Regions from separate parts of the Callithrix jacchus genome. Here region 1 is linked to region 2. Evidence: chromatin contacts called from public Hi-C data. All regions are on one chromosome and are shown on one strand. Each heading gives the region's core, a stretch centred on a gene start, on an enhancer-like site or on the middle of the called end of the contact. The rest is flanking DNA. Distances are from core to core; before and after follow the strand shown. Region 1 overlaps MORC4 (MORC family CW-type zinc finger 4). Region 2 holds the start of RIPPLY1 (ripply transcriptional repressor 1).

The links. Hi-C and Micro-C count contacts between places; a contact is called where the count stands out from the background.
Region 1: a contact with region 2 is called in a Hi-C map of skeletal muscle, with 2.9 times the contacts expected there. The contact joins the enhancer-like site here to the promoter of RIPPLY1 in region 2. A contact is called at or near these places in 2 of 3 Hi-C or Micro-C datasets (both in skeletal muscle).

Annotation. Positions count from the first base shown.
Region 1 is chrX:103,525,961-103,532,825 of calJac240_pri, forward strand. It overlaps MORC4 (MORC family CW-type zinc finger 4), which reads right to left. Exons shown (of 16, transcript XM_054251537.2): 10 at 4,194-4,322; 11 at 2,801-2,869; 12 at 2,311-2,362; 13 at 772-947. Among named protein-coding and RNA genes, the nearest start is that of CLDN2, 29 kb to the left of the region's middle. Within about 2 kb of position 1,776, at least 1 of the 16 cell types and tissues checked has an H3K27ac peak or open chromatin away from gene starts, as enhancers often do. A contact at or near this core is called in skeletal muscle, where this site is marked.
Region 2 is chrX:103,472,612-103,479,361 of calJac240_pri, forward strand. It overlaps RIPPLY1 (ripply transcriptional repressor 1), which reads right to left and starts at 1,835. Exons shown (of 4, transcript XM_017968578.4): 1 at 1,619-1,835; 2 at 625-700; 3 at 1-21. The coding sequence starts at 1,773.

The DNA.
Region 1 (6,865 bases), core at 526-3,025, 53 kb after region 2:
TATAGTCACATTACTGATGAACACAGACATTTCTACTATTAGAGAGCAACTCTGTGACTGCCCTATATGGCTTGATCCTGCAAAAGTGAGAAGCAGAATAAAGAGGAGAAAGCAAGGAGTCATAATTAGGAGTACTGAATTCAGTCCCAGTCATATCCTTCAGTGCTTCAGATACTCCTGATATGTAAGAAAAAGAAGTTATACTCCTTGTTAGGAAAACACAAAATAACACTGATGAGGTGCTAGAAGGTGAACAAGGAAAGTCCAAGACTAAACTTAAAGTAATTTATTCTAGGAAACAACAAATGATAAGGCTTACCTAATGGCACAAATATCTAATAGTTATTTTTATATGTGGCCAACATATGCTAGGCCTATGAGGCCCCAGAAAACTTCAATATCCATACACTGAAGAAAAGGAGCAATGCTTATTGATATAACATTACCTTATTTGTATAGTATTTTATACGTTTCAAATATTGTCTATTATTACGCTTACAGAATTCCCAATATAATGTGAATACATGGTACACAAAATGAGTATCAGCAAATGATCACCTCAAAATTATATACCTGACACAGCAGTTATAATACTGAAAAACTGGAGATACAAGCAACATACTATAATATCAACTGAAAATTGTGTTTCTACTTCTGAATTCCATGCTACGCCTTAGAAAAAACAGAAACAGGGTAAAACATACCAACTTACTCTAGAGGAAAACAGACCCTAAGCCTTATTATTGACAAGAAATCAGGCTTTTTAGTTACCTGGAATACTGAAGAACACTGGAATCCAGAGGCTTAAGTTGAAGAGAAGGTGATCTGCTTTCTTCTCCACCAGATGGAAGCACACTAGGGCTATGAATTCCCTCATATCCAGTGGTCTTGTTATTCAATCCAGCCATTTCTTGAACAGTAAGGTTCTTTGGTGGATTACTACATACCTAGAAAAGAAAGAAATGATTTGTAAAAATACCAAATTCAAACCAAATGCCAAAGGATGAGTCAATCCTTTTGATGCTAGGAAAGAATGCTTGGCCAAAAAAAAAGAAACCGTTTTCTACACAAAACAAACAGTGCACCATAATGTACACTAGGCATATTCAGTTATCAACCTCATCAGCTGGACACCAAACAGACCTCCCCCAACTTACTTATTGGCTCCTAGAATTATCCCACCCCCAACATAAACCCAGACCCCCTAATCATTGTCTAATTCTCTTTTGTGACTCAGTTTAAGGCTGAGTTTTCACTCCTCTGAGATGTGTGATGAGGGTAGGGATGGTGGGAAAATGCACTGCAGCAAGTGTCTGTGCCAGTTTGGGAGAAATGCATGCGACAGACTAACATATATTCACAGTACATACACATGGACATGCATCTGGATCTTGTGGGAGAGCCAGCTCATGAAAATAGTATGAATGATTACGGTGAGGGAATATATAGGGGAGGTAAACTGAATGAGAACAGGGCAGTCCTAGGAAATCTCCCAGTCTCTACATCAGACTATTAAACCAAGACATTAGGGTATGAAACCTGATTATTCATATGCCTGGGTCTTGGCAGGATATCAGAAGAAGAATTAGTATTAAATTGCCTCTATCCTCACCAGTCTGACCTACCCTGATTGAGTGGTTGGAAGGTGAATCTAACATGCGACTAGCAGATCTCTCTGGGAAAGAGGGTCAAGAGGGAAATCATGCAGAAAGGCAAGGTTGGGAGGGGAAGATATATGGGTGCTATGGTGGCTGTCAGGAAAGGAGTGTCCCTGAAAGGACGGCCAACCTTATTGCACCCTTCAGCGTCCGGAGCTGGGCAACCATGTCCGAGAGACAGTGCTCCTGAAAATTCAAAACAGCAGAGTCTTTATAAAGCCAGCCAGCCTGAAAGCAGGGATCAGGAAGGAGTACAAAGAACCACCCTTTCTTCCCAAGAGGAAGGAGGAAGCAATCACCCCTGAATCCTGGAAGAAAAGAGACAGGAAAACCAGACATTTAACAGGAGAAGCCTGTATGAGGATGGAACACAACGCTGAATATTCTGTGACACTAAATGTGACATTCACACTGTCCAGAGTCAGTACTGAATCCAAATTTGGCAAATAAATGATTTGACTCTTCTATTTTTGGTGATCTAAACATCAGTGACAGCAGAGCAAAGCAAAACCAAAAGATCCAATGAAAAGAAGACCACTAAAAGAAATGGTTTATTTCTATGCAGCTTTCGAGATTGCTGCTTCCTTTAACTTATAGCCTCTGTTGGGGAAAATGTCATGTGAGAAAGGTAAGGGTGTGCACTGCCGCTCACCTGGTGGTTCTCATTTTCTACAGGCATCTTCTTCTTCTCAACAGTTTGCTCTCTAGGAGAAGACAAAAGTGCTATTTAGTTTACTCATGAAACTTCTCAGTTTGAAATGGACTGTTAATTGTAGATTTAGGTTATAATGTTCCTTCCAAATTACAAATAGTGTGAGTCTCATTGAGTAACTGAGGGTGCCTTTCTGAACTAAGCTACTGAAGTGAGATTTCAAGTGCCGAGAGAGAGAGAGAGAGAGAGAGAGAGAGAGAGAGAGAGAGAGAGAGAGAGAGAGAGAGAGAGAGACTAAAGACAATCACTAGTTGAGACATTCAAGAGATGGTTAGGAGGAATAAAGAACTGAGAGAGCAGTGAGGTGAGGAGGGAAATTATTTTTTAAGACCCAAAAAAATTTCTGTCTTCTCAAAACTCCCGTGTCCTATTAGGAAGTGTCAGGCTCCTCTACCCTAAGATAGAGAACACCATATCATGTATACTCAACTGTTTCTTAGCTTTGCTCAAGTACAGGTCTTCATCATTGAGTTCTTGTTCCTCTGGAACAGAGCACCTCCTGCAGTATAGAGAAGAAATCATCCTTTGGAAGCAAAATGTGTCCTTCACTTTTACCTTTTACTTTCCTTACAACTATGCAGGTTAACAACCCTCTAACATTATAAAGTTCAGACCCCATTCAAATTATAAAACCTTGTTATATTTAAGGCATGAGAAAGAGAACTTTAAGATTAAAAACTGAAAGGAGTACTAGAAAATGCATTCAGTTGTCAAAAGTAATCCTAGAAACAAATAAATAAAACTTAACAGTAATTGGCAACTATATTATACCCAGTTTATAAAGGGGTAAAGTGGCCTGGAAGATTATGTATCCTGTACTAAAAGATAAAGTATTCAAATACGAGACTTCTAAGTACTCAGCTCCATATTCTAATTACACAATCTCATTTACTCTCCATGGAAAGATACTTAGGCATATCTAGAGACTGAGGAAATGCTTATATTTATAGACCTAATCTTTGTTCATTTAACTTCTTCAATTTCAGACATTTTTACCTATTTTAGCACTTTTCTTTCTATCAGTCATCAGTATTTATCCTGCAAAATGGACTTTCAGAAAGTCACAGCTGAATTGAAGCACAATGACTTATTATTACGAACCTATTTAACTACTGAGTCAAATTTTTAAAAACTTTTAAATTGAAGTTAATGCTCACAGATATGCCAGACACTACGCAGATGTTGGATGCTGCAAGGAACATATGGTATATTAGGAAGACAAACACACAAACAGCGCTGAATATACAATAGGTACAGGTACTACTGTATAACATTGATTCCGAATATGAAGCGTATAAAGAAAATCATCAACTTGACCTGGAATGTAAGCCCTTGTTCTCGAAGAGTGTACAATCTCTTCAAGAGCCAAAACATACATACATAAAAAACATCCAAAAAGTACAAAACAATATGTGAACAAATGTCAACAATCAAATACCAGAGGAAGTCAGAGTAAAATCACTGTAAACTATGGTCAACAGGAAAAGCATCACACAAAAGACTTGCTTCCCAGATGGATGTGATTAGGACAGACAGATGGAATGCAGCCACTGCAAGCAAGAAGAATGACACTATCAAAGTCACGGAAGTGAGAGTAAGAATTTCATGTGTAGGGAATAGTGAAGCCACAGGCCTGGCTCAAGTATGGAGCGTGTGTTAAAATACAATGAAATGCAAGGCTAGATAGGTAAGGTAGGGTCAGGTGGCACAAGGCCTTGAGTCCCAGGCTAAAGGGTGGTGTGAACCTGACATGAAAAATGTTTTAGACTATAGAGGTACATCAGGAGTTACTTTGAGCATAAGATTGAGTCCTCGAACCTTACCTGTACTTTGGATGAGAATTATAATAACAAAACCATCTTGCAGGTAACATGGATGGATCAATCTTGCCAGGAAGCTTCCTCCATTTAAGACACTCATCACACTGAACCCATGTCTGGTCAGGGACCTTCCTGAATAAACAAAAATGAAAGTGTGACTATGTATATCTTAGCTCCGTGCTTTCTCTTACATTAGAAGGGTGCAGCCTAAAACAGAAATAACCTAATTTTATATATGAAATGTGTTAGGAATGTTATCATCTTGGTGCCCAAAATGTATATATTTTTAACTTCACAGATAAAATGATAGAACTATAGCAAGTAGCAAGTATTAACATGGTGAGCTACTATTATTTATGGAGGTCAATAATACTTATCCTATAACCAAAAACCACTTGTACCCCAAAAGCTACTGAAAAAAATTTTAATAATATTTATCCTGGTATCTCTGTTCCAAGCAAAAACTACTCTAAAATTTATTAATTTGAAAATTTGTTTATTACTATATTACCAAGAAATAAAACCCACAGAATCATTTTCTTTGCCTCTGTCCAATCATGTAACAGGCTTAAAATGCATTTATGAGAGTCATGGAAGCATTGCCATTAATACATCTCCCCAATTTCCCTGCAGAGACTCCCTATTCCTTATTTCCCTCTCAAAAAACCTTTGCTTATAATATGTCAATGAAAATTTTACTAAGTTAATATTCCTAAAGTAAATCTTAAAAGGTAATATAAATGTGATTAAACTTCATATCTAGAAATGGTGGCTCCAGACAATGGGATTAAATTATTAAGATAAAACTCTTCCAGAGATCAACTCTTAAAATGCATACACCACTCCCATTCCCCTCAGTTACCTACACTTTAGAGAGAATGTGTTTCTCTGAGAAAGAAGGTGGCCCTTATATGACAGAAGTCAGTACCTAAGGTGTGAAAGACAGGCTGGAGTGAGAATGGAGAAGGCAAGAGAAAAGACACACAAAGCAAGAAGAGGGGCACCTCAGCCAATTTCACTAACATGAAATTTAGCCTGAGTTTTATGTATGTTACATTTATACTGCTCTTATACTAGATAGTTCAATAGAGTGGTGTGGTCCTCTTATGTCTTTGTTCAATAATTTCCTTATCATCTTTAATTGTGCTTTTTTCTTTCTTTTCTTTCTTTCTTTCTTTTTTTTTTTTTTTTTTTTTTAGACAGGGTCTCTCTCTGCTGCTCAGGCTGGAGTACAGTGTTGCAATTTCAGTTCATTGCAACCTCTGCCTTCTAGGCTCAAGCAATCCTCCCACCTCAGCCTCCCAGGTAGCTGGGACTACAGGCATGAGCCACCACCTTTGGCTAAGTCTTGTACTTTTGGTAGAGACAGGGTTTTAGAGACAGGGTTTCACCATGTTGCCCAGGCTGGTCTCGAACTCCTGAGATCAAGCAATCTGCCTATCTCAGCCTCCCAAAGTGCTGGGATTACAGGTGTGAGCCACTGCACCTGGCTTTAAATTGTGCTTTTTTCTAAATATAAAAGTAATATAAGCTCATTATTAAAAACTAGAAAACACAGAAAGATATACAGAAGAAAATAAAAGGCACTCATAATTCTACCACTGAAATACAATGCCCTCTTCTTTTATTTTTTATTTTTTTGAGACGAAGACTTGCTCTGTTGCCAGGCTGGAGTGCAGTGGTCCAATCTCTGCTTGCTGCAACCTCTGCCTCCTGGATTCAAGCAATTCCCCTGCCTCAGCCTCCTGAGGAGCTGGGACTACAGGCATGCACCACTACACCCAGCTAATTTATTGTATTTTAGTAGAGACCGGGTTTCACCATGTTGGCCAGAATGTTCATGATCTCCTGACCTTGTGATCCGCCCACCTCAGCCTCCCAAAGTGCTGGGATTACAGGCGTAAGGCATTGCGCATAGCCTGCTCTCTTCTTTTTTAAAACCCTGTTTAAACAAAGAAAGTTTGTACACATTTTTGGACCTACAGCTTCCTATCTCCTAGCTCCAGGTTGTTCTAGCCTTGCAACCTCTAAGCTCTAAGCTCAGGCCTGACCTCTGGTGTCTATATATTTCAAGACAGCCACTGTTTTAGACCCAGAGCCAGCAAAAAGCAGCTTCAGCAGTAGTGGGAGGGGAGAAGAAAGGTCATATTAGCTTTGGGTCTACATGCATATGCACAGGAGAGTCTCTGGCAGAATGCCAGTATTACTCTCTCGGGGATAGGCATGCTTAGAGGAAGCAACCCTCTGTTTCGGGCTCCATGCAGATCATGATAGATCTTTCAATCCAGGCAGATAGAAGAGGCTTTTAGCTCATGTTTTCAGTAAATAGGTAGTTGAGAAGGCTGTACTACATTCCCCTCATCACATCCCTCCAGAAGAGAGTAGCAGTTAAGAACTTAGGTTTGGGAAATCTGATTACCTATATTCTATCCTTAGCTCTATTACTTGCTGCTTGTCTAACCTTAGGCAAGGTACTTAAGTTCTTGCTGTATCAGTCTCTACAACTGTAAAGAAGTAATAATAATATCTAACAGACAGGGTTGTTGTGATGATTAAGTAAATCACTGGATGTAAAGAACTTAGAATAGTGCCTGACATATAAGCATTCAATAAATAATTAACATTATTACAATTCTGCTTCCAGCACATACCCTCTCTAGCAGTATGTGAATGTC
Region 2 (6,750 bases), core at 585-3,084:
AGCTGTTGTCCCACTAGCAGCCTGTCCAAAGCAAGAGCTAGCATGTGGTTCAAAGTACATGGCTAGATAACTTGCTCCTCTGTACCAGAGGTCAGAAAGCTGCGGGTAAGATGATCTAGAAAAGACCTTAGACATCTCTGGGACCCAGCGACCCCCTACACCCACCCCTCAACAAGGGGTCTCTCTTGGTTCTGTTTGAAAAACAGGTAAACAGAGTCCTGGGTGTTGTTTGCTTCCTTGCCTCTGTTCCAACACCTGTTTGGAGGCTGTCCAGGGGACAGAGTTCTACTAGAGCAGCAAAGATTCAGGGAGATGGTTGCGGGTGGGAGAACACTGGAGCAAGGTACCAGGAGACCAGGCCTCGAGCACCAGCACTGCCTCACAGTGGCTGTGGGGCCTGCTCAGATCCCTGGCCCACTCTGAACCGTGGCCTCCTCATCTTTCCAATTGCCACAGAAAACTTGGATCTGCTCTCTGTTGAAATCAAATATTGGCAAAACTGTGAGGATGCTATCTCAAATCTATAGCCCAGGACTGAGGTCAGGGGCATCTCTGGGAAGTGACATGGTCAGTGTGAATGCATGTGGCTGCATGTGAACATGCGTCACAAGGGCTCAAACTCACCAAATCCACCAGCTTCCTCATCTGCTTTAGGGAGTCATTTGTGGAGGACAGCCAGGGCCTCCAGAGACAAGCTCCTCTGGGACAAGAGGAGAGATCAATCGGTAGAGGAAGAGACTGAAATATGGGCTCCCTGAGATAACAAGAGGCCTCCCAAAAGCTTGGCTCAGGTGCCATCTGCTCCAGGAAGCCTTTCCTAAGGCTCCTGAGCCCGGGCCAGGACAGATGCCCCTCCTCTCGGCTTCAGTAATGTTATTATTTCTCTTATCATGCTGTTTTATAATTGTCTATTTACTTGTCTTTGGGCTTCTTAAGCTCAAAGACATGTTCAATCATATCTGATTCCTCAACACCCAGCACAATGTCTGGTACACAGTAGCTGTTTCAGTAAATGTTTGTTGAAGGCTGAATGTTTGGAGAAATGAATGGGGGTTAGGTGGAAAATATCTTGCCTCCTACTTCCTGCTCCAAGAAGTAGAGCTCAGAGTCTTACCATCTTCCTGGGCTTAGGAAAAGGACCAGAAATATTCCTGGGCCCAATGCGTCCCCACTGGACTTGCAGAGGTAGGAAAAAAGCAAATGGAAAATTTGATGGCATGGTCAGGAAAAAGGCAATCTCCCAGTCAAGGGCCTCTTTAGACTTTGGTCCTCTTTCCCCACACTCCCCACCCCCACAGTCTAGATTTTGTTAAGCCCAGGTTTCATGGCAGTCTCGTTCCCCTCAGGGTACTCAGCCACCTGGCCTATGGGGACCTGGCTGCTTGGCCTTCAGCTTTGGCAATATTCACTGTCCCCAAGTCTCCTCTTCCCACCCAGCGGGATTAGTGAGGTGAAAAGCCAGATGAGATATTCCAGCTAGAGATGTGAAGGAAGCGCTATGAGGCCATTGCTTTTCCCCCTCATAGAGAATGGAGTGCCCTGAACAATTCATTTTTCTTCCTCTCTCAGGAAGCCCTCAAGCCTAAGTTCAGGTTGCCAAAGGCCAAGCTCCACTTACCTTTCACTCTTGTCTACTTCTTGTCCAGAGGAGAGAAGAGGAGATGGGCTTAGCAGGCCAGGGAGTGCCAGTGGGGCTTGTGCTGGGGCCGAAGCTAGGGCCAGGGCCAGGGCTGGAACGGGGGTGGCGAAAGCAGCACAGGCAGGAGAGTCCATTCTTAGGTGACCAAAGCCAGTCGGGCTGTGGGGTCTTCTGTTTCCCAGAAACTTCTGCACTCTCTTGGCCTTTCCTAGGAGACCCTTATATAAGCCCTGCCTGGTCTTATAAATTATTCCGGGAGAACAGGGGTGGGAGGACTTGCAAGTGAGATGAGGATTTAGGGAAGGGGCTCAGGGAGGGAGAGCTGGGTTCCTGGGTGTGAAATCTCTCCCAGTTGAATAAACATGGTGTCGGTGGGAGGTGAGGGATTTGCTTTGCCTCCAAGTCAGAAAGGAAAACACAGAAGAGGCAAATCGCACACCATTTGTGTGAATTCCCCAGGCAGTAGCAAGGCCTGAGACGGGAAGGAGAGGAGCTCATTAGCACTCTGAAACCACAGAGCTGTCAGGGACAGAAGGGTGAATAGACAGGCCTTTAACAAAACCCATTCCTGGCAAGAAGAGACAGCTGACCCCTTTAAGGAGAATGAGGGACTCAGTTGTTATTTCAGCTTAACCTCAAATAGACTTGCCAGGTGGATCCGAATATAGGGTGACTGCCATTAAGCACATCATCTGGGTTAGGGACAAAAAAGGTGTTCTGGGTAGAGCAAGCCCAGTTGCCTGAAGGGTAAACCTCAAGTGTTCTTTCAGTGCCCCTCAGCCAGACCCTTACCGAGCAGTTCATTTGCCAAAGTGTCCCCTCCAGCCTCAACAGTAAGTGGTCTAGTGAAAGAGAGCAGGCAGGATTTCACAGGACCTCTGGGTCACATTCCAAACCTCAGAGCTCAGCTTCCAGTTCAAGAGCCAGGGTGCTGCAGAGAGGCAAAGTTCTGCCTGATGCAGAGGTGCTGAGGGACAAGCCCCAGCCCCAGGCTTCAGTTCCCTCACGTGAGAGATAAGGGTGCTGGCCCAGTGGTCCCATAGAACCCTGCCGGCCTCTTTGATGGGGGCTACATGAATGGGTACTGAACCTGGGCAAGCCCAGAGCAGAGTCCTTGGCCTTAGCCAGGCTTCTGGGCCTTTGCCAGAAAGCTTCTAGTTACAACTACTGGCAGGGACCTTATGCTTCAGAGGTCTCGAAAATACTCCTTCTGACCTCAGGGTCCAGCCCCAGCACAGATTTAGCTTCTTGGATGTTTATCACAGTCTGGTTTGTAATGGTCAATAATTAGAAACAACCACCACATCCAGTAATAGGAAACCGGTAACATTAATTAGGGTAAATCCTTGCAGCTGAATATCAAGCAGGTGCTCACAATCATGTTCTGGGAAGCATAATTTTTACAACACAGAAAATGAAAAAAAAAATCAAATGGTAAAATAACATGACTAATTTAAGGGCTCCTTGTTTCTCTGTTCACCTACTGGCAGGGACCTTATGCTTCAGAGGTCTCAAAAATATTCCTTCTGACCTCAGTGTCCAGCCCCAGCACAGATTTAGCTTCTTGGATGTTCAAGAAGCTAAACATCGTTAGCCCCCATCTTCACCCCACTTCCAATCCTAGTCCCACTGTGTTCTTTTCAGCAAAGGAAAATTGAAAACAACCTAAATGTCTCACTTTTTAAAGCTGCTTAGATAAATCATTGGGCAGTTACAGAATTTCATATTAAAATTGGCATGGTAGAAGAATGAGGGAAAAGTTACCATATTTCTCAATATGGTGAGTGAAAACAAAATAAGCCTCTAAAATCATACTTACAAGATGATCCCATTTGATAAGAAAGAAGCGTAGAATGGACAGCGTGCAGAGAAAAATAAGACTGGTGATTAGAAACAGTGCTAGGGTTGTCACTTCTGGGAGTAACAGTAGGATGGATTTTTACTTTATGTTTTTCTGAATTTTCTAAGAAGTTCCACAATGAACTGATATTATTTGAGCAATAAAAAGGAAAGGCGCTAAAAATAAAAATAAACCAAGAAAGAAATGTTTATCCATAGAGGACAGAAAGCTGGGGGAAATGATAGATATTTTCAAATACCTGAGGATTAGACTGCAATGAGATTACACTTGTTCTGGGTGACTTCAAAGGGCAGGGCTGAGGTCCATAGCTGGAAGCTACAGAGAGACACATTTTGGCTCAATCAAAGGAAAACTTTCTAACGGCTCAGTCACCACCTAACCCAAGGGCCTGGCACAGTCCCAGCCCTCAATAAACAGAGGTTTATTATATGAGGTGAAATGAGTTCAGTGGAATGTGCTGCCTTGGGCTGGAGTGAGCTCTCTGTCCCTGAATTTTCTAAGGGCAAGCTGGATCCTGGGTCCTGAAGAGGGAAATCTTGTGGGGAAAGAGAGGGTTGTTGGGGAGCTGGAGCACCTATCAGTCGCTGAGAGTTCTTGCTAAGTTTACCTTCATGAGCTGAGCATTTGCTTATACTGACTGCATCATTGGCTGAAAGGAGGAGTGCGGCTGAGAGAAGGCACCAGGCTGAAAAGACTGGGCTGGAAGGAGATGGCATGCAAAGGAGAAAGAAGCACAACACCTGTTGTCACACTCTAGGATCTTTTCCACCTCTAAGTGGCCTCTGAGAATAGGCAGAAGGAAGGAAGGAGAGGGTTAAGAGGCTCCTCTTGGGGAGCTTGGGGCTCACGTCCGACCAGACTCAACCATGCCACCCATCATGCCACCTCCCACCTTCAACTTGTGTTCCTTCAGTCACCCCCTTCACATTAGGAGCTGTCCAGTCCCTTCACTCCCCTGAGCAGCAGTCCTCAGGGTTCCGCTTACACGCAGCTCCCAGCATGCTCTCCTGGAGCCCAGGGAGCCTTCAGTCCTGTTTCCACAGCTTTGTCCTTCCTATGCAATGGTTCTGTCTTGCTACCTCCTAGGAATTGCCTTGGCCTCATTTAGCTTGTGGGACATGAAGCCGCTGGCTCCTCTTGTTAGCTTTTTCCTGGCCTGTATGTAAGATTTAAGGCCTGCAAGTGTTGCTGGGCAAAAGCTAGCTGTTCTCCTTTTCACTTAACACAAAACAGGAGTAAATCGGTCAGCAGCGTAACAGGAAAGGTCTGGATCAACCAAGATGGAGAACTTCCTATCAGAACAGTTAAGATCTTACCTCCGTTCCCTGTAACAGCCCTATAGTGCTTCTGGGTTTTGCCAGTGATTGCTTTTCTAGACCTTTCTGAGAGTACTGGGTGACTCCTCTGGGCCAAACTGGGCTAGCATTGCCTAGCGAGGGGAGAGACGAGAAAGGAAAGTGCCGTGGACTCTGCCTCAAGCTTAGTGAGTGAGACAAGACCCGCAGGGAGAAGGCAGACTCAGTGAATTTCAGCTGCCCTGCTGGCACCCCTCAGTCATCTCTGAGCATGTTCCCTTGTCAAGGCCCTAGCTGCAGCCTCCACATTCAGCTTGGCTACATTCCAAACTTCCTTCAGCTCCTTACCATGTTCCTGCTCCTCCCCTCTCTCTGCACAGAATAACCTCTCCTTCTACTTCCCTGAGAAAACAGAGGCCTTCAAGCGTGAATTACCTCAGTGCTCTCTGCCCCCTCCTCCCTCAAACTTGGCCTGTCTTTCCAACTTCCTTCCCCTCCAGCCCTCTCTTCTCAGGGGACAAGGTGCCCCTCTAGTTAAAGGCTAATCCCTCTGCCTGGGCCTTGGCCTCATCCACCTCCTTCCTGGGCCCTTCCTCCAACCATTTGTTATGCTTCTTGTCTTCAGGAAAGTTCAGCTTCCCTATATCAGCTCTTTCTCTTCTGATTATAAAATGCTTGTCTCTGTACTCCAAAAAAAACAAGAACTCCCCGTCCACTGTGTGTTCTCTTGCTCCCCTAACTTGCTCTTTCCCTCTCAATCTGTTTTTCTCCCTTCCTCCTTTCCTCTCTCTTTTCTCTTTCTCTCACTCTCAAATTTGTTGAAAGTAGTCTACATGCTAGACTTCAACTTTTCCTGCCTTCCCATTCACACCTCAACCAACTGCAGATTGGTCCCAGTCCCATTATCTCAGTGAAGGGGCTCTGCCAAAGGTCACCCATAACCTGCGAATCGCCAAATTTGATTACCTCTTTGAATTCTGGGTGGCAAAACAGACCATTGGCCAAGTCCTCATTTCTGAAACTCTCCCCTCTTTTGGCCTCCATGATCACACTTTCCTGGTTTTCCTCCTGGCTCTGGAATCATGCCTCCTGGTCTCTTTTGCTGGCCTCCCTTCCTCTGCCCATTCCTCGAATCAGTGGTTCTCCAGTCACAGTCCACAGACCATGCTGATGGTATACAGCAATGTTTTCATGGCAAAATGAGAAAAACATTACTAGGAAAGTTTTTCAATAAATAAATGTATTCAGTTATAAAGAACTAGGAGGGGCGCCGTGGCTCACACCTGTAATCCCAGCACTTTGGGAAGCTGAGGTGGGCACATGATGTGAGGTCAGAAGTTGAAGACCAGCCTGGCCAACATGGCAAAAACCCACCTCTACTAAAAATGCAAACGTTAGCCAGGCGTGTTGGCACACACCTGTAATCGCAGCTACTTGGGAGGCTGAGGCAGGAGAATTGCTTGAACCCGGGAGGCAGAGATTGCAGTGAGCCGTGATTGTACCACTGCACTCCAGCCTGGGCGACAGAGTGAGACTCTGTCTCAAAAAAAAAAAATTATAAAGGGCTGTCCTTCATTCTGAGAGTATGCTCTTCCTAATTTTTGGTGGTAAATGTTATTCGAAATGATGGCAATGATAGAAATTACTTTATTTCTTTAATGTTTCTACTTTGGCAAAATAAAACGTTAGTTTACATCAGGCCCATAAATGTTTATTGAATAAGTGAAAGAATGAGAGTTATGTTTCCCAGGGAAATTTTCCCAATGAGTATCTCAAACTTATTCCAAAACTGAACTGTTTTGTCCCTGGACAAACTTCCTCTGTACCTACCCTGGAAACCAGCATCATATTGACCCAGCTAGTCAAGCTCAAATCTTCAGCTGCTGATTTCAGTCTTCACCATTTCTGACTGTTGTCTCCTCCACGTTCTCCACTCTTCCAGGTGTTTCTTGAAT